3 separate regions of the Danio rerio genome follow, and all the other regions are linked to region 2. The links are chromatin contacts, called in public Micro-C maps. All regions are on one chromosome and are shown on one strand. The core of a region is the stretch at or near the end of the contact, and the rest is flanking DNA. Distances in the headings are between cores, read along the strand shown. Region 1 overlaps macrod2 (mono-ADP ribosylhydrolase 2). Region 2 overlaps macrod2 (mono-ADP ribosylhydrolase 2). Region 3 holds the start of flrt3 (fibronectin leucine rich transmembrane 3).

Region 1 (3,694 bases), core at 1,006-3,505, 770 kb after region 2:
TGTAATTTAATTTACAGTTGTACCAGGATGCTTTTTACCAATTGAAAAAGTTCATTGTCAAACCAAAGGCATTATTGCAGAAAATATAAGCAGAGTAGAGTACTCTTTCAGTGAGGTTTCATGGGAAATGTCTGCAATTTTCTGTAATGGCAGGGTCAAAGTTTGTGTGGTAGTTTAAGAAGTTCACTATGGCAATATGAAAGCATTGACTATTCAAATATAAAATAAAGCTATGTAAAAAGACGTTGAGGCTTCAAGATCTCCTGCAAAGAGTTTTAGCAGAGTAATAAATCAAATGGCGATGAAATGAAGATGCTAACATCCAGGTTGTTAAAAGATCTGTCTATATCTCCAGCCTGCACAGTCTCTGAATCTGTAGCAAAATCAAGACCGAAAACCATGTGTTGACATGTGTTGAGTTTGACTCATGTCCATGTATCAGTTCAGTATGTTTCAATTAACAAATAAATTTTCATCATCACCCAAATGTTCATGGAAGACTCTTTTACTTTTAAATAAAAATAATATATTTTTAATACCGCACAAGGAGTAACAGTTTATACACCAGGATATTAAGCGAAGGTTACATTTTTATTAACTTGATTACTAAAAAAAAAACATCTAAAATTGAGCTGAAATAATTTAACAACTGCAAATTTTATTAAAATTTTATTTATTTTATTAAGGGAATTCCAATAAACTGAAAAAGTAGTAATAATAATCATGATCATAATAACAAAAACACTTAAAACTCTTTAAATTGTTTAACATTGACATAAACATAATATAATACTAATATATTTATATAATTCATTAGATAATGTTAATGTATTCATATCATTCATATCACTTTTATATCAGTTCCGCATTTACTAATGCATTATAAAAAACAAAATTCATTCTCGTTAATGCAGTGAGTTGAAGTGAACTAACAATGAACAACTGTATTTTCGCTAACACAAACAAATACTACAAAAAAAAATATTGTTCATTGTTTGCTCATATTAGTAAATCCATTAACTAGCATTAACTAATATAACCTTATTGTAAAAATATGATTACCAATATTAATATACCATTAATACAATTTGTTACTGCTATTAAGAATTACTAAATTAACAACACTTTTACAAATTTTAAATGAATCATATTTTCTATCATTATCAAAATATTAGGTCAATTTCAGATTACCTCCACATCCACCTTGGCACAATAAGTGGGCCTCTTAAGTCATTCTGTTACTGTGCTGTTACACATTTTCATGTGGCTCTGTCTGCGTCTTCAAAGCCTTCCACACTCATAAGTGAAGGCACAGTGTGGCATTAAAAAAAAGAAAAGAGAACCTTAAGCAAATTATTCCATGTTTACCCCTTGCTGCTAACTGACGCTGCAAAAAAGCTAACCTGACAGAGGCTTCCCATGATAGGCCTGCTTTTAGCCGGTGTAAATTACTCACAGGAATTTTTTCCCCCTTCTTCTTGATCTCACGTTGCTGTCTATTCGCTACCAATGCATCACAGCTTCGCTTTCAATTAAACAGTCCACTCGGCAGCCCTTCGGCCACTGTCATCACTTAGAGGCTCGCATTGAGGCCTCATTCTTGCGCCGTACGGATGTAAAAAGCGAGTGCTCGGAGCAAGGTTCCTTGTAAAGAGCAATGTGGAGGCGTAGGCACAAATGGGGTGAGAGTGGAGAACAGAAATAAGACAAGACAAGTAATGCTTCATAGACGCGTCAAGACGACTGGCCGGCAGTTAGTAGCCTTGTCACTTCCTCTTAAATCATCCACCTGCGTAAACGTAAAACTGTGTTAATTAATCATTACAGTAAACCATTTTAGTCAGCATATGCACCTGTTAAGTTATGCATGATATTAGACTCTTGTCCGCTCCACAAAACATTCAATTAAGTTCTCCTGACTGGAAATGACGTCTTCGTTTTGCCACGCTTGTTTCTGCTATTTGCTGTGACTGCTGGTGCAATTCTGAGAATAGCACTATAAATACATTTTCCCTATGAGGCAAAGACACCTTGTCTGCTTGTTTGTCAGAGCAACAGAATCCATGATGAAGAAGAAGAAAAAAAAAGGCAGCAAACGACAAAGACATTTATTCGGTCGCTTTCTTTCCACCCCTCCTTTTTTTCACTCTCACATTAAAACGGCGAATGACATTCTTTCAAATCAATCAACACCTGCTTGCCGGAAGGACTGTTGGGAAAGCAAGAGAGACAGAGAATAGGAGTGAGAGAGAGAGAGAGAGTGAAAGTAAGAGAGAGGGGAGCGTGCGTTAAGGAATGTGCAAGTCTGCTCGCTGTTTCATTAGAGTTGAGACATTTGAGAGTATCTGTTGGGTTGTTAAGAATGAAGCCTCTGATGTTTCATGGCATGTTTAACTCAGGAGATGACTGGAGATAATTAGCGGCGTGACATTCAGTCTTAGCTACGGAGATGAAAAGCTTCGAGCTAAACAAAGCCAGAAAGCTTAGGATTAAAAATACGAGATAAGTTGGTCATTGTGTGATTGGTGAAGCTGATGCCTTAATTTATTGTTAAGTTACTAAACACAAACACTTCTATTTGATTTGCCTCAGGTTCTGATCAGCTTATAAAAAGTTCATTTTGTAATATTCACAGACCAAATGTTGACATTTTACTGCCATTAAAATGCAAAATCAACAGTGAAGCAGCACCTGACAACTTAGCCAGGGGGGCACCCATCTAAGCCAGGGGGGTCCACACTCAGTTCTGGAGGGTCAGTGTCCCTAATCAAACCCTAATCAAACACACCTGAACAAGCAAATCAATCTCTTACTAGGTATGTTAGAAACTTTCAAGCAGGTGTTTTGAAGCAAGTTGGAGCTAAGATCAGCAGGACACCAGCCCTCCAGGACCAACTTTGGACACCCCTGATCTAAGTGGATACAACACACTGGTGGTGTGTGGAGAGACCTAGCCTAAAGCACTTTGTGTATGGCCATGAAAAAAATGTGCTTCATAAATACACATTACTCATTCATTCATTTTCTTTTCGACTTAGTTCTTGTATCAATATAGGGTCGCCACAGCGGAATGAACCGCCAACTTATCCAGCATTTGTTTTACACACTCATACACTACAGACAATTTAGCCTTCCCAATTCAGCTGTACCGCATGTCTTTGGACTGTGGGGGAAACCGGAACACCTCGAAGAAACCAATGCGAAAGCAGGGAGAAGACTAACTCCAAACAGAATCGCCAACTGACCCAGCCGAGGCTCAAACCAGCGACCTTCTTGCTGCGAGGCGACAGCTCTTTTCCCCCATCTTCGTTTTATACGTCATTTAAAAAAAAAAGTATAAAAGTTTGTGGCACACAAAGGAATATATATATATATCATAAATTTAGGGGTCAAACAAGACTGGAACCAAAGATTTGCATTCTAGGGGGAAAATGTTTCTCTAAAATATCTTTTTTTTTTATGTACATAAAACATTTTTATTGCTAATGTGGCTATATGCGACTTCTGAAATGACACCTTCTGAAACAATAATATCAAATTTATTTCCCCATTAAATGCTTAGTTAATATTAAGAATTAATTGTCAAAACCTATCAATATTTTTTTAAGATGAGGATGAGATGAGGGTGTAAAAAGTTTTAATCTATTAGGATAATCTTCATCTGATCTGATTAAAGGCTCTTTGCTGTCCATGT
Region 2 (3,850 bases), core at 1,083-3,582:
CATTCCTTTATGGTAAAAGGAACACTTCTTGCTTTTATTAGTCAAGACATTTCACAAGTCCCCTAGAGTTAAACAACTCTAACAAATTCAACCAACTCTTACCTTAGCTTAACATAAATCACTGAATCCGATTAGACCATTGGTATCAACCAGAATGAGAGTATAGTTTTTAACTATATAATAGTTAATAGTAACTTTTAATTTACAATTGGTCTTAGTACACAATATAACTACAGATGAGTCAATGTTTTTTTTTTTTAATTTTTAAGTAAGATGCTAATGGTCTAATCAGATTCAATGACTTATGCTAAGGTAAGCTAAAAGTGCTCCTGCCAGACCTGGAGATTGGCTGAATGGAATAAAAAATGCTAAAACTACTGTTTCACTCAAGGGGAGTTTTCAAATAAGTACATTTTTTTCTTTTGGAAGTGTTTCTTTAAGAATTTAGTCCAGAATGCACAAAATAGTTGTCACTTTTTTACTTGAACAAAATCTATTTGAAATTATTATAGTCAAATTATCTCTTATTTATGCATTGTTATAAAGGACAGATTTATGAGCATAAAAAATAGCACAAGGGAAAAATATAGATATATATATAAAAAAACAAAAAAAAAAACTGTATTTTGAGTATTGAAAATATTATGTATAATTAAACACAACTGATTCCGCATTGCTGATTTTAAGAAATCAACATACATATGTATTTTTTTTTTCCATATCTGTAAAAATTGGAAACTTTGTTCAACTCCCTTCAGAAGCAGTTGAAAGTGAATAAGCACTAAACACTTATTAACATACCTTATTAACACTTGTATTCATGGTTTCATTCTCTTGCAGTGGTGGAAAGAGTACTGAAAAATCATACTCAAGTAAAAGTAACACTACTTGCCTAAAAATGTAGTGCAAGTAGAGCAAAAGTATCGGTTGTAAATATTAATCAAAGTATGAGTAAAAAGTAGACCTTTCAAAAGTACTCAAGAGTAGTGAGTATTACGCTGTGAAAGTTTACATGTGAATGCGTTTACATGTAATTTGTGGATGTGTGTAAACGTAACATTCTGTAGTGCATCTAGTTATTGCCCAGCAGGCACACAATGTCATAAGACGTTAATATAGGGTTAGATTTAGGTTGTGATGTCAGGTGACCAAAATTCAATGTCTAGCCAGTGTCTAAGGACAACGTTATTATGATGTCCAATAATGACGTTGATATTTGGTTGATATTAGGTTGTGTTAGAAAGTGACCAAAATCCAACATCGAGTCAGCATCTTAAACTAACGCCATGTTGACGTCAAATACTGACATTTATTTATCAATCATCAGGTATGGCAACCAAAATCCAACATCTGATAGATGTCATAGTGGTAACGTCCACACAACTTCAAGCTGTGACATCATTAGATGTTGATATTTGGATGGTTTTAGGTTGGACATTGACGTTGATCTGACGTTGAGTACTGACGTTAACTGACGTCAATTTCCAAACAAAAAGCAACGTCCTCATGGCGTTGGGGTACAACGCCAATATGTCGTCATGTTGATGTCTTGTGCCTGCTGGGTGTTTAAGGCCATTTTGGTCATCATACTGTAAACATCTGTCATCTTGCATCAGTGACATGCATCTAAACAGTCTCTGGGTCAATGCATGTAAAGATTTTTGACATCTTCTTGGATACTTTTAATGCTTCCAAACAGTTTGCTGCAATAATAAAGCACACATGTCTTGAGGTAGTTCATTATGATGCGATTTTCCTTCTATGTGCAATTTGATTGGTCAGGAATGACAGGACAAATTTTTCTAATCCCCATAAACAAGAAAAAATAAATAAGTGACTGCAGATTGAAGGAAATTAGTGGAGTAAAAGTACAGATACAGCACTAAAAATGTACTCGAGAGAGTAAAAGTATACATTTTTAAAACTACTTAGCAATTAAATTCCTGAGAAAAAGTACTTAATTACATTGAGTCTTTGTAATTAGTTACTTTACACCACTGTCCTCTTGTGATCAAATAATGTCACCACATCTTAATACAATGCCACATTCATTAAAATAACCCAGTAGCTCATGGAGTAACCTCCTCCATCAACATTGCTTCATTGTCTTGTGTATTATACTGTACATGTAATCAACATAAACCTAGCTAAGCAAAGACATAAAGCTGGACTATAAACTTCAGAGAGACTTAAAGGACACCTGAAGCTGTAAAAACCAGCACTGAGTGTCATTATTTTACAAATTATAAATCCAATATGCTGAATAAGCCTATTAACTTCAACCCATTAGTGACTCAAATCACCAGCAGATGGCAGTAGTGTAACAGAGTTCACAAACACACCACCGGCACAAATGAATGCACACATTTAAGAGGAGGCGGCTCGCTTACATACAAGAAGAAACACTTCTGCGAGCCATCTAGAAAATATTTCTAATACCATACATTTAGACTTGTATTACTATGGAACTGTAATCACACAGAATCAAATGGCAGACTAGTCAAGCACTTCCTCCCTTTACTCGGCAGGAAAAATCTCACTCCTGTGAGTGGAAAAAAATGGAAGCATGAAAAATGTATGAGACATGAGAGAGAAAGGTGAGCGAGAGTGTCACAATCAACAGATGCACACCAGAATCTTCCTTCTGCTTGACTGTGTGTGTGTGTTTTGGTTACTAGTTTGAAGAGCTGCGTGTTGTTCACATGGTTTCTCTCTCTCTCTTTCTCTCTCTGTCAGGATTTGCAGTTTAACCACAGTGTTTCCAGCTGTGTGAAACTGTGGACTTGAAGACACTTGAGCCTCTGTCTACAATATACAATTGTCAAGCTACCCACCCTCGGTATAAATGCATCAGCGAAGCTTCCTGTCGCTTGACCTCCTTCTGATCGAGCTTTCTTCCCATCCTCTTTTTGTGTTTTATTTTCTGTATTTTGTCTTTCAGTAGACACACGTTGTTTTCCCTCGTGTTTAAGATGTTTGTTAGTGGTTATTTTTTATTACATTTATTTTTATTTTTTTGGTGAGTGTTATTTTCCTTCGGGCTTAGTCCCTTATTTATCAGGGGTTGCAACAGCGGAATGAACCGCCAACTATTTCAGCATATGTTTTACAGGATGCCCTTCCAGCCGCAACCCAGTATTGGGAAACACACACACTCATACACTACGGCCAATTTAGTTCATCCAATTAACCTATAGTGCATGTCTTTGGACTTTTGGGGGAAATTGAATCACCCGCAGGAAACCCACGCGAACACAGGGAGAACATGCAAACTCCACACAGAAATGCAAACTGGCCCAGCTGGGAATTGAAGCTGCAACCTTCTTGCTGTGAGGCGACAGCGCTAACCACTGAGCCACCATGTTTGAATCATTGAATAATAATAATATCAATAATAATAATACATTTTAATAAATAACAATAGTGCACATAGGGGTGAAATAAAAATAAAAATAATATAAAATAAGGCTTAAAACTAGAAATTAAAGTAGTAGTTCACACAAAAATGAAGAATTCTGTCATCATTTAATCACCTTTTTTTCTTTAATGAGATTGTATATCTGAATAAATAGTAAAGAACATAAATAAATAGTATTAGTTTTCCCTACTAAAAATGTCAGTGGTTACAGGTTTTCAGCTTCCGTCAAAATGTTGAGTTTTTGTGTTTTGAAACCACTTGAGAGTGAGCAAATAGTGAGTAATATGTACATTTGGGGTAAACTATCCTTTTAACAAAATAGATAAATAACCATAAATAAATAGATAGATAAACAAATAATTAAATCAGAAATAAATAAATAGATAAATAAATAAATAAATAGATAGATAAATAAATAAATGAATAAATCCT
Region 3 (3,951 bases), core at 661-3,160, 670 kb after region 2:
TCTATGCAGAGCCCGGAGTCGTGATCCGTCCTGAGGCGAAGGGACAGACGGGCCTCTGCCCAAAATGCCCTCCACTGACCTCTTGTCACCAAGGACTCTGCCCTGCTTCTCCACCTTTAACCCTAAAAACACGACACCTAGACCTGTTGTAAAAGCCCTGGGCAGACAGGACATTATTTAGCAGCTTAATCTTCCAAAGGATGCTTGTAAAACTACGCAATAAGATGTATATTACATTCAATTGTTTAACATCATCTATATACACACAAATCTATACTATTTCCATATATAACATCTATTAGATGTGACATTAAACCTAAACTTTGTGTACATACATAAAGTTATACAAGTTTATTATGTTTATATAATGTATAATGATGATGACTGATGTGATTAATTTCTTTTTAGCAATGGACTAGAAAAGCATATAATCTACTTTAAGTTTGTTCAAAAATTGCCATATTGTTACAGCCTCACTATTAATGTCTGTCCAAACCTGTAAACCTTTCCTTTCATCTATGTGATGTATTCTATATGACCTCTATATAATACTACATATTTTAGTATATTTCTTTGTATAAACTTCAAATTATAGTATGCTGGAGGGATTCTATGCAGATAACTAAAACATATAATAATTTTGGCACACACAAAAAAAAGTTATTTACATGATCTACAGAGTAAAAAAATGGTTGCTTTAAATTTTTAAGCTTAATGAAATTAACTCTAATGAGTCTATTGAACTTTTATAATGTTAAACTGACTTAAAACAGCTTGCGTAACTTATAAAATTAAGTTAGAACATGATTAACTTGGTTAAATAAGTTACAATGACCTAAAACAAATGTTGTCAGGACTAATTGATCATATATTTTACAGTGTAGTTTAAAATAACAGTTAGTTGAAAAATGTGCATGTTGTTGCTGCCTCACTGTGTATACATCTTTCCAAACCTGCATAACATTTATTATATATATATATATATATATATATATATATATATATATATATATATATATATATATATATATATATATATATATATATATGGCAAATAAATGCAGCATGCAAATCCATGTAGTACAACCGTCTGTTTCTTTTAATTTGTAGCTTGAAAGCCTTACTGCCATCCAAAAAAATTTATAACTAAAGGCAAGAAAGTCATATAAACTTAAAACGTTTTGAAGTTTAGTAAAGTAAAGACTATTTTCTTTGTTTTGTTGTTTTTTGTTTTTTGGTGAACTACTTCCTCACTAATAAGAGAACCATATGCTGGCAAAGAGTTTAGACACAACACAATATCCACTCATGCAGAAGTGTCTGCTCAGGTCAGGAACTGACCCGACAGTACAAATGTCCTCAACAACACTTCAGGGATTATGTCACAGGCTGTGTGCCTCCACAGCTAGTTTATGAGAGAGCAAATTTAATAACTTTAATAGTACTTAATAAGCATAATAAAGCTGAACATAATGCCTGACTTCTAAGTTTAAACATTAATAATCTACTGTGAAACTTAGACACCATTAAAAGCACACTCACAGACACACAAAGCACTAAATAAAAGACAGTGTCTAAATTTAATAAATAAGCACATACAAGGGCAGATCAATTAGTTTTTTCTTAGCATGTTCAACATGTAAACTAGATTTCTTAATGCTCAAACACACACATAGAAAGCTATAGTCTAAATGATGCTTCTTGTGGCCTTCAACAAAAGACATTGAAGTGCCCACTCAAGCTGTCCATTCAAGGCTGCTCAAACCTCATCTTTCTTTCTCCTGCTCCCCCTAGCGGCCACAGTAAACATGGCATGATGGAGAAAGAGAGAGAGAGAGGGCGAGAAAGGGGAGGAAGCCAGAAGCCCCGCCCCCAGATGACATCAGTGCTGTGTTGAAGCTGAGCTGGAGGCAGATGCAACCTCACACTTGTAGTGAGCTCTAGGCAGCTGACCAGCTCTGCCGTCTTCTTTATCTTGTCTCTCTCTCTGAGCCAAAGGAGTGTGTGCGCGTGTGTGTGTATGTGAACAAGTGTGTGTGGAAATAAAAACACACCCTGCTATTCTCACCATTGCTGCTACTGAGCCTTTCTGACACCGGGCTCTTTTTGGGAATTGAATTCATCTGCCGTCGCATTGGATTTATCCTACGGACTGACTTTATTCTTTTGAGGATATTGTTTTTGATTTTTCCCTTTTTGAAAATATTGATTTGGAAGGTAAGTGTGTTTTTATGGGTTTCCCCTTATTCTTGGGCTGTTTTAACCCTTTCCATGTGTATTCCATCACCCTGATGTTATCAAGTACCTTCAAAACATGCAGAGAGCAAATTTGCATCCTAACCTCAGTCACTTTAAAAAAAAGCTTCACGTTGTAGAGTTAACTTCTAAACTTCCACAGTCAAATTTTATTGCATTTTATTCTAAATGTAGACAGACCCTCAGGGATTTGAGAGGGATGCAATAGCAATTTAAACTCATACAATTATAGTAGCCATGAAATTCAGCAGTATATAGCTCTTCATTTTGGCTTTTCAGATTTAATGTCTATCTTCCAAACATATTTAAAACCATAGTTTGCTTCAATTAAATGAACAGCCTCCATGGTGATTTAAACCTCCATTACTTCCTTTCCTGGCTCACAAAATGACTTGTAAAGAATAAATGTTAAAGGATTCACAGCCTCGGTCACCATTCACTTTCAATGCATCTTTTTTTCCTTGTAGTTTAAATGAATGTGAATGGTAACCTAGGCTGTCACTCCACCTAAAACACAATTTTACGATTTTGTTAAGCATAAATCTGTTAGGAACATCTCTAATAGGAAATTAGACATAATTCTCATTTTCGTTATTGAGTGAACTATCCCTTTTAGTCTTATTGCCGCTCCGAGCGAATAAACGCAATAAATATGCATAACATGCATCTTATTAGCACACCATTTCAATTAGTCTCATATAGAGAGATTAATCCTTGTTTAGTGGGAAAACGCAATGCAGGCTGTATATTTAGCGCGTGCAATCAACAGGAACGCATAAACTTCACGCGCTGCGTCCTAAATCTGTTCCTGTGTGAGAGGCTTATCGCCAACGAAACGAACAAACGTCGATTACAAATGAGGAAATATCTATTAATAATGCCCAACCTGCGCTCTGGAAGCGCGATGAGAGAGTGATTGGAATAAAGAATGGGGGAATCGGGGATGCAGCGCGTGACACTTCGTACGCCTTGCGCTACGCGACAAAACTAGAACTCAGCCATTACAGAAGCCGATGGCGGCGCGGCAAACAGCTTCGTCGATTATGAGGGTCGCGTTCTAATTTGGAATACTAAAGAAAACTCAAAAGACTGCAAGATTGGCGCGCAATAAATGTGCGTCCTGTGCTGTACGGTGAGAGAGAGTGTGAGTGTGTGGCGCAGTAAAGAGATCTGAGGCTGTCAGCTGCTTCTGAATCTTCCCATCAAACGAATTTCCCTTCTTTTAAGTAGCCTTCGAAGTTATCTAAACAGATAAGCTTTCATGTTAGGCAGAAAAAGTCGAGATTGAAATAATAGTTTCAGATAAAAAGAGAGGGACTGTAAAATGATGATAAGATCCAAAGCCTCAATCAGAAATGATTAAATCAGTTTATCAGATTACAATGAAGACAATTTAAATTTGGAAAGGATGCAAGAAAGTCATTCTTTTAGAGACCCTAATTTACCTCTAACTGCAAGTTGTTTTCCTTAGCTTCGAGCTTCCTATATGCAACTGCACTTAAAGATGTGTATTCAGAGAGGCTCGTTTCTTAGCATGACAATAGCTGAAAACCCCAAATGGTCTGTTTTGACTCTGTAAGGAGGGTGATAAAATTAAATAACCCATTGTTCTTTGTTGGATGTGTCAAAGCACTCTGTGGCAGTCTTTTTTCGCTTGCAATAACTATTTGTATCAGTGATTTACAAATACCACAC

The links. Hi-C and Micro-C count contacts between places; a contact is called where the count stands out from the background.
Region 1: a Micro-C map of caudal fin shows a contact between it and region 2, with 8 times the contacts expected there. The contact joins two enhancer-like sites. A contact is called at or near these places in 7 of 18 Hi-C or Micro-C datasets (caudal fin, embryo, fibroblasts and 2 more) and 1 of 4 datasets of contacts at active chromatin or transcription factors (caudal fin).
Region 3: a Micro-C map of caudal fin shows a contact between it and region 2, with 13 times the contacts expected there. The contact joins the promoter of flrt3 here to the enhancer-like site in region 2. A contact is called at or near these places in 4 of 18 Hi-C or Micro-C datasets (caudal fin, embryo and hematopoietic stem cells) and 2 of 4 datasets of contacts at active chromatin or transcription factors (caudal fin and embryo).

What each region holds. Positions count from the first base shown.
Region 1 is chr13:37,183,857-37,187,550 of GRCz12tu, reverse strand. The region is part of intron 3 of macrod2 (mono-ADP ribosylhydrolase 2); the gene reads right to left. Among named protein-coding and RNA genes, the nearest start is that of macrod2, 34 kb to the right of the region's middle. Within about 2 kb of position 2,255, at least 2 of the 62 cell types and tissues checked have an H3K27ac peak or open chromatin away from gene starts, as enhancers often do. A contact at or near this core is called in caudal fin, where this site is marked.
Region 2 is chr13:37,949,808-37,953,657 of GRCz12tu, reverse strand. All of the region lies in intron 11 of macrod2 (mono-ADP ribosylhydrolase 2), which reads right to left. Among named protein-coding and RNA genes, the nearest start is that of kif16bb, 190 kb to the left of the region's middle. Within about 2 kb of position 2,332, at least 8 of the 62 cell types and tissues checked have an H3K27ac peak or open chromatin away from gene starts, as enhancers often do. A contact at or near this core is called in caudal fin, where this site is marked.
Region 3 is chr13:37,274,424-37,278,374 of GRCz12tu, reverse strand. It overlaps flrt3 (fibronectin leucine rich transmembrane 3), which reads left to right and starts at 1,910. Exons shown (of 3, transcript NM_001256646.1): 1 at 1,910-2,217. All of the region lies in intron 3 of macrod2 (mono-ADP ribosylhydrolase 2), which reads right to left.